Linked DNA regions of Sus scrofa: all the other regions are linked to region 4. Evidence: chromatin contacts called from public Hi-C and HiChIP or PLAC-seq data. All regions are on one chromosome and are shown on one strand. The core of a region is the stretch at or near the end of the contact, and the rest is flanking DNA. Distances in the headings are between cores, read along the strand shown.

The links. A called contact is a pair of places that touch in the nucleus more often than the background predicts. HiChIP or PLAC-seq counts read pairs in DNA pulled down with a chosen protein or histone mark.
Region 1: a contact with region 4 is called in a Hi-C map of alveolar macrophages, with 2.9 times the contacts expected there. The contact joins the promoter of VCP here to the promoter of SPAG8 in region 4. A contact is called at or near these places in 1 of 5 promoter capture datasets (fetal liver), 2 of 47 Hi-C or Micro-C datasets (alveolar macrophages and liver) and 1 of 2 datasets of contacts at active chromatin or transcription factors (alveolar macrophages).
Region 2: a contact with region 4 is called in an H3K27ac HiChIP or PLAC-seq map of alveolar macrophages. The contact joins the promoter of FAM214B here to the promoter of SPAG8 in region 4. A contact is called at or near these places in 2 of 5 promoter capture datasets (fetal liver and liver), 3 of 47 Hi-C or Micro-C datasets (embryonic fibroblasts, heart right ventricle and skeletal muscle) and 1 of 2 datasets of contacts at active chromatin or transcription factors (alveolar macrophages).
Region 3: a contact with region 4 is called in an H3K27ac HiChIP or PLAC-seq map of alveolar macrophages. The contact joins the promoter of PIGO here to the promoter of SPAG8 in region 4. A contact is called at or near these places in 1 of 5 promoter capture datasets (fetal liver), 2 of 47 Hi-C or Micro-C datasets (alveolar macrophages and liver) and 1 of 2 datasets of contacts at active chromatin or transcription factors (alveolar macrophages).

What each region holds. Positions count from the first base shown.
Region 1 is chr1:235,867,964-235,871,022 of Sscrofa11.1, reverse strand. It overlaps VCP (valosin containing protein), which reads left to right and starts at 1,417. Exons shown (of 17, transcript NM_214280.1): 1 at 1,417-1,604. The coding sequence starts at 1,588.
Region 2 is chr1:235,905,346-235,908,679 of Sscrofa11.1, reverse strand. FAM214B (protein FAM214B) reads left to right here and starts at 1,538. Exons shown (of 9, transcript XM_013986310.2): 1 at 1,538-1,625.
Region 3 is chr1:235,886,713-235,889,641 of Sscrofa11.1, reverse strand. It overlaps PIGO (GPI ethanolamine phosphate transferase 3), which reads left to right and starts at 1,304. Exons shown (of 10, transcript XM_021065447.1): 1 at 1,304-1,669; 2 at 2,427-2,929. The coding sequence starts at 2,457.
Region 4 is chr1:236,530,844-236,533,907 of Sscrofa11.1, reverse strand. It overlaps SPAG8 (sperm-associated antigen 8), which reads left to right and starts at 1,727. Exons shown (of 7, transcript XM_005660229.3): 1 at 1,727-2,432; 2 at 2,535-3,064. The coding sequence starts at 2,344. It overlaps HINT2 (histidine triad nucleotide binding protein 2), which reads left to right. Exons shown (of 5, transcript NM_001244328.1): 2 at 793-933; 3 at 1,062-1,136; 4 at 1,225-1,297; 5 at 1,406-1,592. The coding sequence ends at 1,497.

The sequences.
Region 1 (3,059 bases), core at 168-2,667, 660 kb after region 4:
TGATTCAGCTGAGTGCGGGTTGTCTAAGATGCCCTCTCCCAATATCATCTATCTTATGATCCTCAGGAGAAAGGGCTACAGGAATCCTTACTCAGGAATCAGTGCCTTTAGTCCTTCTTGCCAAAAAGGCGAGTACCCCTGCAAACCCAGGATCCTAGGTGAGGCGACAGAATGAGTGGAGTTAGGTAGGTCTGGAAGGTGATTCTTAGAAGGAAGGGACAAGCAGACCTCTGAGTCTGTTAGAATGACACCTCACCCCCTCCCTAATCCAAATTTGGGATTCGATGGTCTTAGTCAAATGTGTCTCTATGGTTAGAGGGTAAAGGATGAATTAAGTCACCATACCACCAAAGCTGCCTGTTGAATATAGTCAGGGCAAGCTGGCATTTTGGGTCCAAGGTCATCAAGTCTCAGCAATGTTTTTTTTTTTTTTTTCTTCTGCTTTAGGCTCTATTGAATCTGTTTGTGTTCTGCGGTTGCTATTTTTTTTTCCTTTTTTTTTTTTTTTTGGCCTCGCCCATGGTAGGCATGCGGAAGTTCCTGGTCCGGGGATCGAACCTCTGCCACTGCAGTGACCCAGGCCCCTGCAGTTATAACGTGGGTCATTTAACCTGCGGAGCCACAAGAGAACTACCTGTGGTTGTCTTTTGATTCCTCTTCGGAATTGAGTGTCCTTTGCATAGCTATTAATATTAATACCCAATGGTAAGAAGGAGCACATACCTCCAAGCCCTGCGGAACTATAAAGCTTGTGGGATTAGGATTACCAGAGGGTGTAATGACAACAGGGAAGAGTGGATTAAGAGCTGGAATGCTAGCCAAAGAGTCCGGAGTAGAGGTGGCTGGAGCCAGCGTTTTGAAGGAGCAAGGAGAGGGGTTAGAGTGCATACTCAGGTTTTGGAAGAAAATGGGTGTGTGGGTTATCACTACAAAAGGACTAGACTAATACAAGGGTTCAATCCATTGTGCCAGGTTCTTCTAGCCGGATAAACTCAGGAGCCAATGAACTGGAGCCAAGTGGGAGAGTCAGCCTCCCAGGGTTAAAGGCTCTCCTTTCGCCAGTCGATCTGGCCCCATTCCTTTCGTTGATTGGTCGAGAGTCCCAATCCGTCGAGGAAGCGTAGCGTTGCGGCCAATTGACGTGGCGTTACTAGGCGTGTTGCATCCCTGAGGCGGGAGCCGGGCCGCAAGCGAATTTCCTGATTGGCTCTGGTCCGCGGGTTGCTGGGGAGAGGAGGCACGGAGAGGCGGGCGGGAGTACCCAGGGCAGGCGCTGATTGGCTGAGTTGTGAGCACCTCTCCTTCCGATGATTCGGCTCTTCTCGCCTCAGTCTTCGCAAAGCGTCTGCAGCCGTCGTTTGAGTTGTCGCTGCCGCTGCCCCCTCGCGGATCAGGCGCTAGCGTCCCCCGCCCGCTTACCGCCCTGGTGCCTCTGGGAGGAAGCGAAAGGGAGGCCGTCTGCGGGTTTGTCGTTGCCGCTCACCCTCCGCCCGGGAGAGCCGAGCACCGGCCGAGTCGGTCGCCTGCCACCCTTCGTAGCCGTTACCTGCGGGCCGCCACAGCCGTTGGCCGGGAGAAGCGCGCGCCATGGCCTCCGGAGCTGAGTGAGTGTGTGCGCGCCCCCCGTCCTCCCGCTGCGAGTGCGCGCACTGGGAGATCCCCTGCGTTGGGTAGGCCCGGCCAGGCCTGCTTGTGGGCGCGTCTAGGAGGTGGAGACAGGGAAGGAGGGAGACGGAAGGAGAGGAAGGGGGCGAATGAGGAGCCGCGGACCCCGCTGGGCCCGGCCGCGCACCCGTGCGCCCCCTAGGCGGGGCTTGCTTTGGGCCTGGGTCGGGGCCTGGGCCGGATCGTGCTGTGTCATGCAGGCCCGGGGCGGCCTGATTGGCTCCTCTCGAACGGCTGTCCTGTCCTAGTGAGGTCTGAGGGCCCACGCTGCCGGCACGGAGCCCCGGGGCCTTGGGGTGTCCACCTGCGATCCAGTCTGCCACCCGTTGTAGGCCTTTGGTCCCCGGAGAGTGCAGGCCACTTGGGCCTGACGCCCTAACTGGGCCCGGTGGGCGTGGACTTTGAGCCACGTGAAGGCCTTAGGAGCCGGGAGACCGAGACCGAGGAGGAGGCCGGAGCAGTGCAAGGCCGGGCGAGCTCAGGGGAGCTCCCGACGGCCCTTTTGGATCCGGGTGGGTCTGGCCCGTGGTTGGCATCCTCTACGACCTGAGTAGTGAGAGGCTGTTACCGAGAGGGCGGGCCCTGCCTTTCCCATCTGGCCTTCTTCATACTTTATTATTCCTGTTTTATTCATATGGGAAGGCTATAGTCAGTTTTCAATAATGTTAGGAAGTGGGGTTCATTAGGTTCTTGCTAAAATTCGAATCTCAGTTCGTATTTTGTGGGCCTTTCTAGATTTCAGCCTTTTGTGGTGTGAAGGTTAGAGTTGCCCTAACTTCTCAAACACACACAGCCTTTTACCTATGTGGAGAAATCCTGAGCTCTCTATTCCTCAGGAAAGCATCAGATAAAACCTGGCTACCTCTGCCCATTTTAGAATCAAGAGCTTTAGATACTGGGGGAGTTGGGGTGGGGGAGGAGAACACTGCCATCCTATGGAAACTCTTCTATGCAAAGCACCTTCCAGACTTGAAAGTTCAGTTTTTTGAGGTGTTCCTTTTTTTCAAGTTTCTGAACCGAGGTGAAGTATTTATTACTGAGGCGCCTATTGAAAAGGGCTGCTTATTAATACTTAAAGTACCCTCTTTAGTTTCCAGTACTAAAAGTCGAAAATTCTTAGAACCTGGCATCATAGACAGTTTATCTCTAGGTCATCTTGATGACTCTTAACTGAACTCTGTCCACGCCCCCTGTGGCCCACTGGGGTCCTGGAAGAGGGCCTTGACTCATGCAGGAAACCAGAGGAAGGTCCCCAAAGAGCCTCCAGGACTGTTGTCAGCCCATGATCAAGCTGACTTCCCTTGTTTAGAGGTTACCTCTTTCGATCTCAGGGGACAGATGTAGAATTAAAGGTCTTTACTTTAAGGGCAGAACATATCAGTCATCTCCAGTGC
Region 2 (3,334 bases), core at 289-2,788, 630 kb after region 4:
ACTTTTTGCCTAGCACACCATTTGGTGTTCAGTAAAAAGCATCTTAACGACTCACAGAAAGAAAGTCACAGGGACCTAAAGAATCTGAGACTTAGAGAGAAATTTAACAGGTCTGATCCTTCATAGTCCTCAGCACTGCCAACTCCACAGAGAAGCTCTGAGTTCTGCAAGGGCCCTGTGCTGCCATCTACCGGTAGCTGGCAAGCATCGACTCCCCATTGCTATCTCCAGAACCCAAAGGGTTGCGGGAAGTTGGAGAGTAGAATCAAACGCTAATTAAATTACAGAAGTGTAAATGTCACATAGTTTTTGTTTTGTTGTGTTTTGTTTTGCCTTTTTTTTAAAGGGCCGCACCCACGGCATATGGAAATTCCCAGACTACGGGTCAAATCAGAGCTGCCGCAGCTGCCAGCCTACACCACAGCCCACAGCAACACCAGATCCTTAACCCATAGGATTGAACAAAGCCAGGGACTGAACCTGCATCCTCATGGATACTAGTCGGGTTAGTTACCGCTGAGCCACAACAGAACTCCTGTCACATAGTTGATTTGACACGTGCAAAGCAAAGGCTCTACTTTTCTTCAGTGATTGCAGGCTCCCCTTACTCTGTAGTAACACTTAGGCTCATGAATTTCACAGACGACTCTCTGACCTATCTCTACAGGTACACATCTGACTCTTACTTCTTGTCTCCCAGAATTCAGACTCTCTTGAACAGAGTAGGCTGCAGAAATTATTCATCCTCACAGAGTTGAGACCCCGTCAACCAGATTTGCGCATTTTTACAGAACCCTGAGACCCCTTGTGCTACTTTGCAAGTCCCACAGACCTCCCCCATTAAGGCAAATACACGCGCTAACGCAGACGGCTTCACTAAGAGGCTCAAGTTCCGCAGGCTGCTCACACCAGCGCAAAAGCTTGAGAGGGCCTCATTCAGGCTCGGCGCCTTCAGGCTAACGCTTTGACCCTGGCTCTGGCTCCCCACCTCCAGCCTAATCCGGTCAGCCTAGGCCTCACACAGAGGGCACATGCCCCGCCCATCTAAACCTGTCATCACAGAAGCCGCACGTGGCCGGGGTGGGACCTCAGGCGACCTGCAGCCATCACTTTGTCTCCTCCACCATCCATTGGGACCACCACCACCAATCAGAGCCAGCGGTTCCCGGCTGGAGAGCGGGCGCCGGGGTGAGGCTAGTGGGAGAAGGGGCGGGGGGAGAAGAGGCTCAGAGATCTGAGGGGGCTAGCGTTGGAAAGGAGCTTGGCACCGGTTCTGCCAGGCTGGAATCCGAGTGGGCGGGTCCTAGTGACAAGCAAGGAGACCAAAAAGGGGCGGGGATTGGAGGGGACGACGGGCAAGCAGTGTTCAATGGGGAGACGCCGAGAAGACGAGAAGGGGCGGGGCCTTAGAGGGGGCGGGACCTGTATTACAGGGGAGGAGCCCCAGGAATTACAGAAACTAGGAAAAAGGACAAGCGGGGTGGGGGGGGAAGGTGGGAGGTGGGACAGGGGGAGGGTGGGTCTTGTCGTTGCGGGGGCGGGGCTCGCACCAAAGGGGCGAGGTTTGCCGGAGGAGGCTGCAGCTGGGGCAGCTGTGTAACTGCCCCAATCCACTACCTCCCCAGGTGCAGCGGGACTCACGGAACTGCAGGTGTGGGGTGGGGTGCGTGTGGAAGAAGGGACAAGGACCGGGGTGCGCTTGGGCAGACATGAGGAGGTGGGGATCGCTTTAGGGAAGGAGAGAATTGGGAGAAATGCTGGGGTAGGGTGGAGTAAAGCAGAGTTAGGGGAGGAGCTGGGGCTCACTGTGTGGGCTAGGAGGTGCATTCTCCGGTAGCCCTTGTGGGGGAGGGGCGGGAGTGCTTTGTGAGGGTGGGAAGTACTAGGTAGGGGGTGAAGTCTTTATCTTGAAGTGGAGGGTTGGAGAAGATACTTGAGGAGGAGGGACTCTGAAGGAGCTTAGGGGGAAAGGGAAGAGGGGGTGTTGTGTGATGGAGAAGGGCTGGTGGTCCAGAGTGTGGGAGGGACAGATGGCCTGTGTGGAGGAAGAAGGGATGGGGCTGTGGGCACTCTGCGAAGGGAAGGGGTTGCAGGCCCCAGCTGGGGAGGGAAGAACCCCTAGTGCTTTGAGAAAGTGTGGGGGCATTATAGAGATTCCAGGAAGATGTTTGTGTCCTGTGTTTTAGGAATGAGGGTGATGAAATTGCTGGGGTGAAGAAGCCCGTCTGCAGTGCTCCTGGCTCCTCAACTCCTAACTCCACCTTCAGGCCTGAGCACTCTTAGAGAGGATCTAGGCCCCACTTGCCACTAGGGCTTGTGCGACCTTCTCAGGCAGCTCTGGATCTGTCTGGCTGAGTCTGGGTTTTTTGGTTTCTTTTTTTCCCCCTTCGTTGGTGTCTCTGGGGACCCTTCCCCCATTCTGTTCCTGTTAACCCCCCACTCTAGTTCCTGTTCCTTCTAGAAGCTTGCCTTGGTCCCTGTCTTCCCCCACCTCCCCCACTTTGCTCTGCCCTTATGTTCTGGGTGTGCTCATTTCCCACTTCCTTCCTCGCCCTGGGGCCTGGCCCGGTCCTTGCATGTCTAGGAGCTGTGCCTGCCCCAGACTTTGTACTCAGTGGCCAGAGACCTAATAATTAGCAGCAAGGCCCAGACCCCACCCTCACTACTACCAAGGTCTTTCCCAGCAGGCCCCCAAGTGAATGGTAGACACATTTTTACCACTTGCCACAAATGAAATTTCCCCACACTTTTCCTTCTCCTGGGTAGGTAACATTGCGACCGTCAAAAATTCTGGGTGTCTGTAGGAGGGGAAAATAATAAGTACTAAGGGTCTTTGATGCATGTTTGGAGAGGTGGGTCACTATTGTCATTTGAACTTGAGAAGGGATGTGAGGTTGCAGCCTCTGCTGGGGGAGGAAGAAGGAATGGCTCCCCATACTCCTGACCTGGAAGCTGACTGTCAAAACTGAGACTAGGGCCTAGTCCACTTGGGGGCTCCTCTGGTTCCCTGAGGGGACCTGGTGTAGGGCCAGAGTTCATTTTGCCCCTGGGCTGGCTGGGACAGGGTGGGAAAGCCCTGTTTTCCACACAGTGGCTGAATGAGTGTGACAGTGTTGCTGAAAGGGGCCCCAAGCCAGCCTCCTCTGGCTGAGAGACGGGTTGGTGGGGAGGAGGGGGTGCTGAGGCCAGACAAAGCCTTGGGGTAGGGTGGGGTAAAGGAGGGCAGGCTGAAGCCTTTTGAGGAGGAGCTGATTGCTATGGCAACACAGCTTCCCAGTCTGTCTCTCAGAGAGGCGGGCCTAGGGCAGACTCACTCCAGCTTCCTCTGGACTAA
Region 3 (2,929 bases), core at 55-2,554, 640 kb after region 4:
CCCATTAGTAGTCAGTCCTCTCCCCCCAGCCTTAGACAACCACTACTTTACTTTGTAGATTTACTGTAAATGGAATAATATGTGCTATTTTGTTATTTATTGCCTTTTTTACTTAGCGTGTTTTTTTGTTTTTGTTTTTTTTTTCTATTTCTTTGGGCCGCTCCCGCGGCATATGGAGGTTCCCAGGCTAGAGGTCGAATCGGAGCTGTAGCCACTGGCCTATGCCAGAGCCACAGCGACGCGGGATCCGAGCTGTGTCTGCAACCTACACCATGGCTCACAGCAACGCCGGATCCTCAACCCACTGAGCAAGGGCAGGGACCGAACCCGCAACCTCATGGTTCCCAGTCGGATTCATTAACCACTGCGCCACGATGGGAACTCCCTTAGCGTGTTTTTTAAGTTTTATTCATGTAGTAGCATGTAGCAATACTCATCTTTTTTTTTTTTTTTGCCAAACACTATTCTATTGTATAGATATAGCATATTTTGTTCATCCATTCATCAATGAAGGGCATTTGTGTTGTTTCTACCTTTTGGCTATTATGATAATGCTACCATGAACCCTCGAGTGTGCAATTTTTTGTGTGAACACATGTTTTTCATTTCTCTTGGGTATAATACCTATGAGTGGAATTGCTGGGTCATATGGTAACTCTATGATTAACCTTCTGAAGAACTTGCTGGACTGTTTTCCAAAGTTGCATTTTACAATTCTAACAGCAGTGTATGAGGGTTCACATTTCTTCACACCTACGCCAATACTTGTTATTCACCTTTTTTATTACAGCCATCCTCGTGGGTCTGAGGTGGTATCTCCAGCATTCCCCTGATGGCTGATGATGTTGAGCATCTTCTTATGTGTTTATTGGTCATGCATCTATCTTTTGTGGAGAAATGTCCTTCATATCTTTGCTGATTTTAAAATTGGACTGTCTTTTTATTATTGCGTTGTAAGAATTAGTGAAAGACTTGGAGTTCCCGTAGTGGTGCAGTGGTTAAGGAATCCAACTTGGAACCATGAGGTTGCGGGTCCGAGCCCTGGCCTTGTTCAGTGGGTTAAGGATCTGGCGTTGCCGTGAGCTGTGGTGTAGGTTGCAGACGCGGCTCGGATCCCGCGTTGTTGTGGCTCTGGTGTAGGCCAGCAGCTACAGCTCCAATTAGACCCCTAGCCTGGGAACCTCCATATGCCTCGGGAGCGGCACTAGAAAAGGCAAAAAAAAAAAAAAAAAAAAAAAAAAAAGGCAAAAAAAAATTAGTGAAAGACTAGCAGAGAATGAATAAAAACGCATCAGTTGGAGTCAGCTTGGCAAAAAGGGGGTAATAAATACTGTCCTTATTTTATAGATGAGGTAATGCCCAGTAATGACAATGAGTGGCAGAGCTAGGACTTAAGCTAAGTTTGGTTCCAGAAGCACAGATCTTAGTCTTAACCAAGAATGGACAGTGGTTCCCAGAACTTTTTAGCTTAGTGCCTTGCCCCCAATGCTAAATTACCATAATCTCCCACCGATTCCTTCTCTGGCCAGCCCTGCGTTCCTTGCCGAACTTCCTCGGAGGCGCCAGCAGGTGGCGATGGGCATCCCTCGCGGGCTGCTCTATCCAGCGCACGCACCTCTGTGGTGCCAGGCCGCCGGCGCCGCCGCTGCACTTCCGGGCGCCGTTTAAGGTGAGCCAGGGTCTCCCCAAACCCCCTTAAGCTGCCTTTTCCCCTTAGTAAAGAACCCTCCCACCCCGCTCACAGAGGTCGCAGTCTGGCAGGTCTAGTACCCGGGTCTGGGTGCCTAGGCGGAGGCCGGGTGGCCATCGGAGGAGGTAGAGCCATCTGGACGATTGGTCCCGGCGAGGCCCAAACGCCTCAGAACCTCGCGCCTCTGCTCTGCTGCGCCGGAGAGCTCGCGCTTCTGGTCTCTTGGCGATCCTGGCAGTCCGGAAGCGGAGTAGGACTCCTTCCTTTCGTTCCCTCGAGCCCCGCCAGGCGGCGCCGTGAGCCTGGCCGGGATTCCCCCTGCGACTGCGAGCTTTGACCACCCCAGGGGTGTTGAAATTGGCGAGGAGAGAGGCGGAGAAACGGGCTGTCAGAAAGCAGTCTACCACTTGGAATAAGTTTCTCTCGTGGACTGTGTTTTCCATCATTAGGATCTCCTGGAGCACATGTGCAAATGCCTGTGCTGCATTGCCGAAGATCCTGATTCAGGGGATCTGGGGTGGCGCCTGGAAATCAGCATTTTAAAACAGCCGCTCCAGGTCGATGCCCATAGTCTGCGCACCTCACCTTCAGAAACTCTGGTATAACTGGTGGAGAGGAACATTGCACTGGGTTGGCTATGGGAGTGTTTATCTTGAGGAAGACTTCCAAGAGGAAGTGATCCTAGCTGGGCTTTGTATTGAGAGACTAGAAAATCCACTGGTTCTTTGCTTTACAGTTATGAATTCCCTCCCCCGCCACCACCAGGATGCAGAAGATCTCAGTACTGCTCTTCCTGGCCTGGGTCAGCTTCCTCTTCTATGCCGGCATTGCTCTCTTCACCAGTGGCTTCCTGCTCACCCGATTGGAACTCAACAACCACAGCAGCTGCCAAGAGCCCCCAGGCCCCGTGTTCCTACCATGGGGGAGCCAAGGGGAGCCTGGGGCCTGCTGGATGGCTTCCCGATTCCCCCGGCTTGTGTTGGTGGTGATAGATGCTCTGCGATTTGACTTTGCAAAGCCCCAGTTCTCACACGTTTCTGGGGAACCTCCTGTCTCGTTGCCCTTCCTGGGCAAACTGAGTTCCTTGCAGAGGATCCTGGAAAGTCAGCCTCACCATGCCAGGCTCTACCAATCAAAAGTTGACCCCCCAACCACCACCATGCAGCGTATCAAGGCCCTCACCACCGGCTCACTGCCAACCTTTGTTGATGCCGGCAGTAATTTTGCCAGCTATGCCAT
Region 4 (3,064 bases), core at 478-2,977:
ATCTCTTCTTCCCCCTTGCCAGAGCGACTCAAGGGGTCAGATTCATCCCGTCCCATTCTCCCACAATGTGACACCTCTGACGTCAGCCTACTCTCAGCCCTTGGAAAACTGGGACTTCCCTAACCTCAGTCCCCTGGGGCTGGGTTAGTTGTGTTCACTCAGCTGAACGCCTCCCTGCACTGATTCAGGGGACTGGAGTCAAAGTTCACAGTAAGAGGTCAGATGTGACACCTAGACGCCCTTGTGTCATACAGGGCAATTGTATTAAAATATGGCTAAAACAAGTAACAGCTTAAAGATCAGAAAACAAGTAATGGAATTAAGTGGAAACTTACTGAAAGGTGAGAACAAATGGAAAAAGTTCCAAGTAGTCCTAAGAGATGATGCAAACCACCCTCTTTATATTTGAAGCAGAAAGAAGGGGTTTATCTAAGGTGATTAAATAGTAAAATAGGAACTGGGACCTAAACCTCCAGGTTTTCATTCTGGATCCTTTCCCTTGAAACAGCGCTAGATTTCCTCAACACTTTAGGAGCAGTAGTCGACTGCACTGCTGAATCCTGCATTGTAATACGGCCTGTTACCTAACTAGGCCCAGCAGTATCTGGCCTTGCTCTCTGCTGTTGATGCTCTGAAATCGAGGAGCTTTTCCCCTGGTTGGGAACCACTAATAGGTTCTTGGAAGGGTGAAATTAATGCCTTTCAAAGCCCAGCCTCTGTCAGCCCCAACTGATTACATGGGAGAGTGGTATTGCCAACTCCCTCCCGTGGGTGTGTCTGACCCACCTGCAGGTCCGAGGAGCTGCAGGTGTGACTGATGGGAATGAAGTGGCCAAGGCCCAGCGGGCAGCTCCTGGGGGAGCAGCCCCAACCATCTTCTCCCGGATCCTGGATCGAAGCCTCCCAGCTGACATTCTATATGAGGACCAGCAGGTGGGGTACCCTTAGGACCCATCCCCTTAAGAATTTCATAAATACCATCCAGTTTGTTGAACTAACATGGTGGCCTCTGGCATGTTCACTGCTCCCAGTGTCTTGTATTCCGTGATGTGGCCCCTCAGGCTCCTGTGCACTTCCTGGTCATTCCTAAGAAGCCCATTCCCCGGATTAGCCAGGCTGAAGAAGAAGACCAGCAGGTGGGAAGAACAGGGCCAGGGTTTGGCTGAGGGAAAGGTTTTGTTCCCTGTAAATGAAGCCACCTGTCTCCCTCCCCTTTCCCTGTAGCTTTTAGGACACCTTCTCCTTGTGGCAAAGAAGACAGCAAAGGCTGAAGGACTGGGAGATGGATACCGACTTGGTGAGTGACATTTGGCCCTTGAGCCCCTCACCATCAATTGATCTAACCTCTCAATATGATCTTCATTCTTTGACCATCTTAACCCCCTAACCCGACGCACCATTTCAGTGATCAACGATGGGAAGCTGGGTGCACAGTCTGTGTATCACCTGCACATTCATGTACTTGGGGGCAGACAGCTCCAGTGGCCTCCAGGTTGAACCTACCAAAGGACCAAGGACCCCAGACTTGGATGCTTGGACGGGGTAGGGAAATAACAGGACCCAATGATGCCAATAAACTTGTTCTCCCTCAATTCTGGATCCCTGTCTTAAATATATAAAGATTTATACCTCAAATAGAAAAGAAAACTGATTCAAGACTTTGATCCCCCTTGACTATGGTCTGAAACACTAAGGAAGCCCATGATGCAGTCAAAGGAGCACTTGCCTGTGTATCTATGAGTTCATGACTCATGGTCCACCTGGGTTAAACTTCTAGAAAAGCAGCAGTTCTAAGAATGTGCCTGAATAAGTAAAGCCAGTATCCCAAGACTTGCTCAATTCAGATACCAAGCCAAGTTATAAGGGGGTCTGGAAGGAGGAGGGTCAAGGTGAGGGCCTTTCATTGGAGAAGTTATCACACTCAAAACATCTGCTGCCCCATGTCTCACCATTCTGTTTAAGCTGTTGTCTGATGTATTTTCCACCTTAAAAATTTTAAAAAGATGCCCCACTTTTGAGAATGAAATTAGGGGAAGCTACCATTGTCCCTTGTAGAAACACATCAAGTAGGCTTTTGTCTGATTCCACAGCACTGTGCCTGTATTCAACACAAAGAACCACTTTAGAAAGCCTCCAAAAGTCCTGCGCGGGTATGAAGGGCGAGACCTTAGGCCGGCGAATCTTAGCAGCCAGGCCGGATGGAAAGCGCACTTCCCAGAGTGCACCAGATTCAAGACTTCCGCCCCGCAGAGAACTTGCCTCCACCCCCACCCCCACCCCCACCCCCACCCCCACCCCCGCCCTCCACGTCCGCCCAGCTCTAGTTCTGCGCAGTCTCCTGGAATGGTTTGCCGTCTCTATAGCAACGCAGTACCCAGTAGCGAGTGTCGCAAGATGGAAACCACTGACTCCACAGAGCTATCGCCATCGCGGTGAGATCTGCAGCTCTGGCTGCAGGCATAAGGGGACAAGGAAGGTCAGTGGACTTCCCCCGCTGCCCTTTTGACGACTTTGCCTTTTTCACTTTTTTTCAGCTCTTTAGACGAACAGCCTAGCTCCGAAGAACTAGGGACCACTTCAGATCCCTTGCCTTCTTTGGATGGCCGTCATAGGTCGGCTCTGGCAGCTGCAACTGCAGCAGCCTCAGCAGCTGCTGCAGCCACTGCAGCTGCCTCCACTGCCAAGGCAGCTGCATTATCTACACAGACCCCAGCGCCCTACTCAGAACGGAGCCTTCTCCTGGAGCCCTTCTCTGACAATCTTACTGCGGCGCACCACACCACCCCCAGATTTACCCACAAGATAGGCCATGGGAGACTTGGCTTTGAGCCTGTCCAGGTCTCCCATATTGCTCGAAATTCCTACACTGCAAATGATCCTATCTCTAGCCAAGGCCCTGTTCCTGGCTCCAGCTCTGACCCTGTTCCTGGCTCCAGCTCTGGCCCTGTTCCTGGCTCCAGCTCTAGTCCTGGTCCTGGCACCAGTTCTGGTCCTGGTGGTGGCTCTGGTCCAGGCCCTGGTGGTAGATCTGGTGAAGGCACTGGTCCCGGTCCTGCCTCTGATT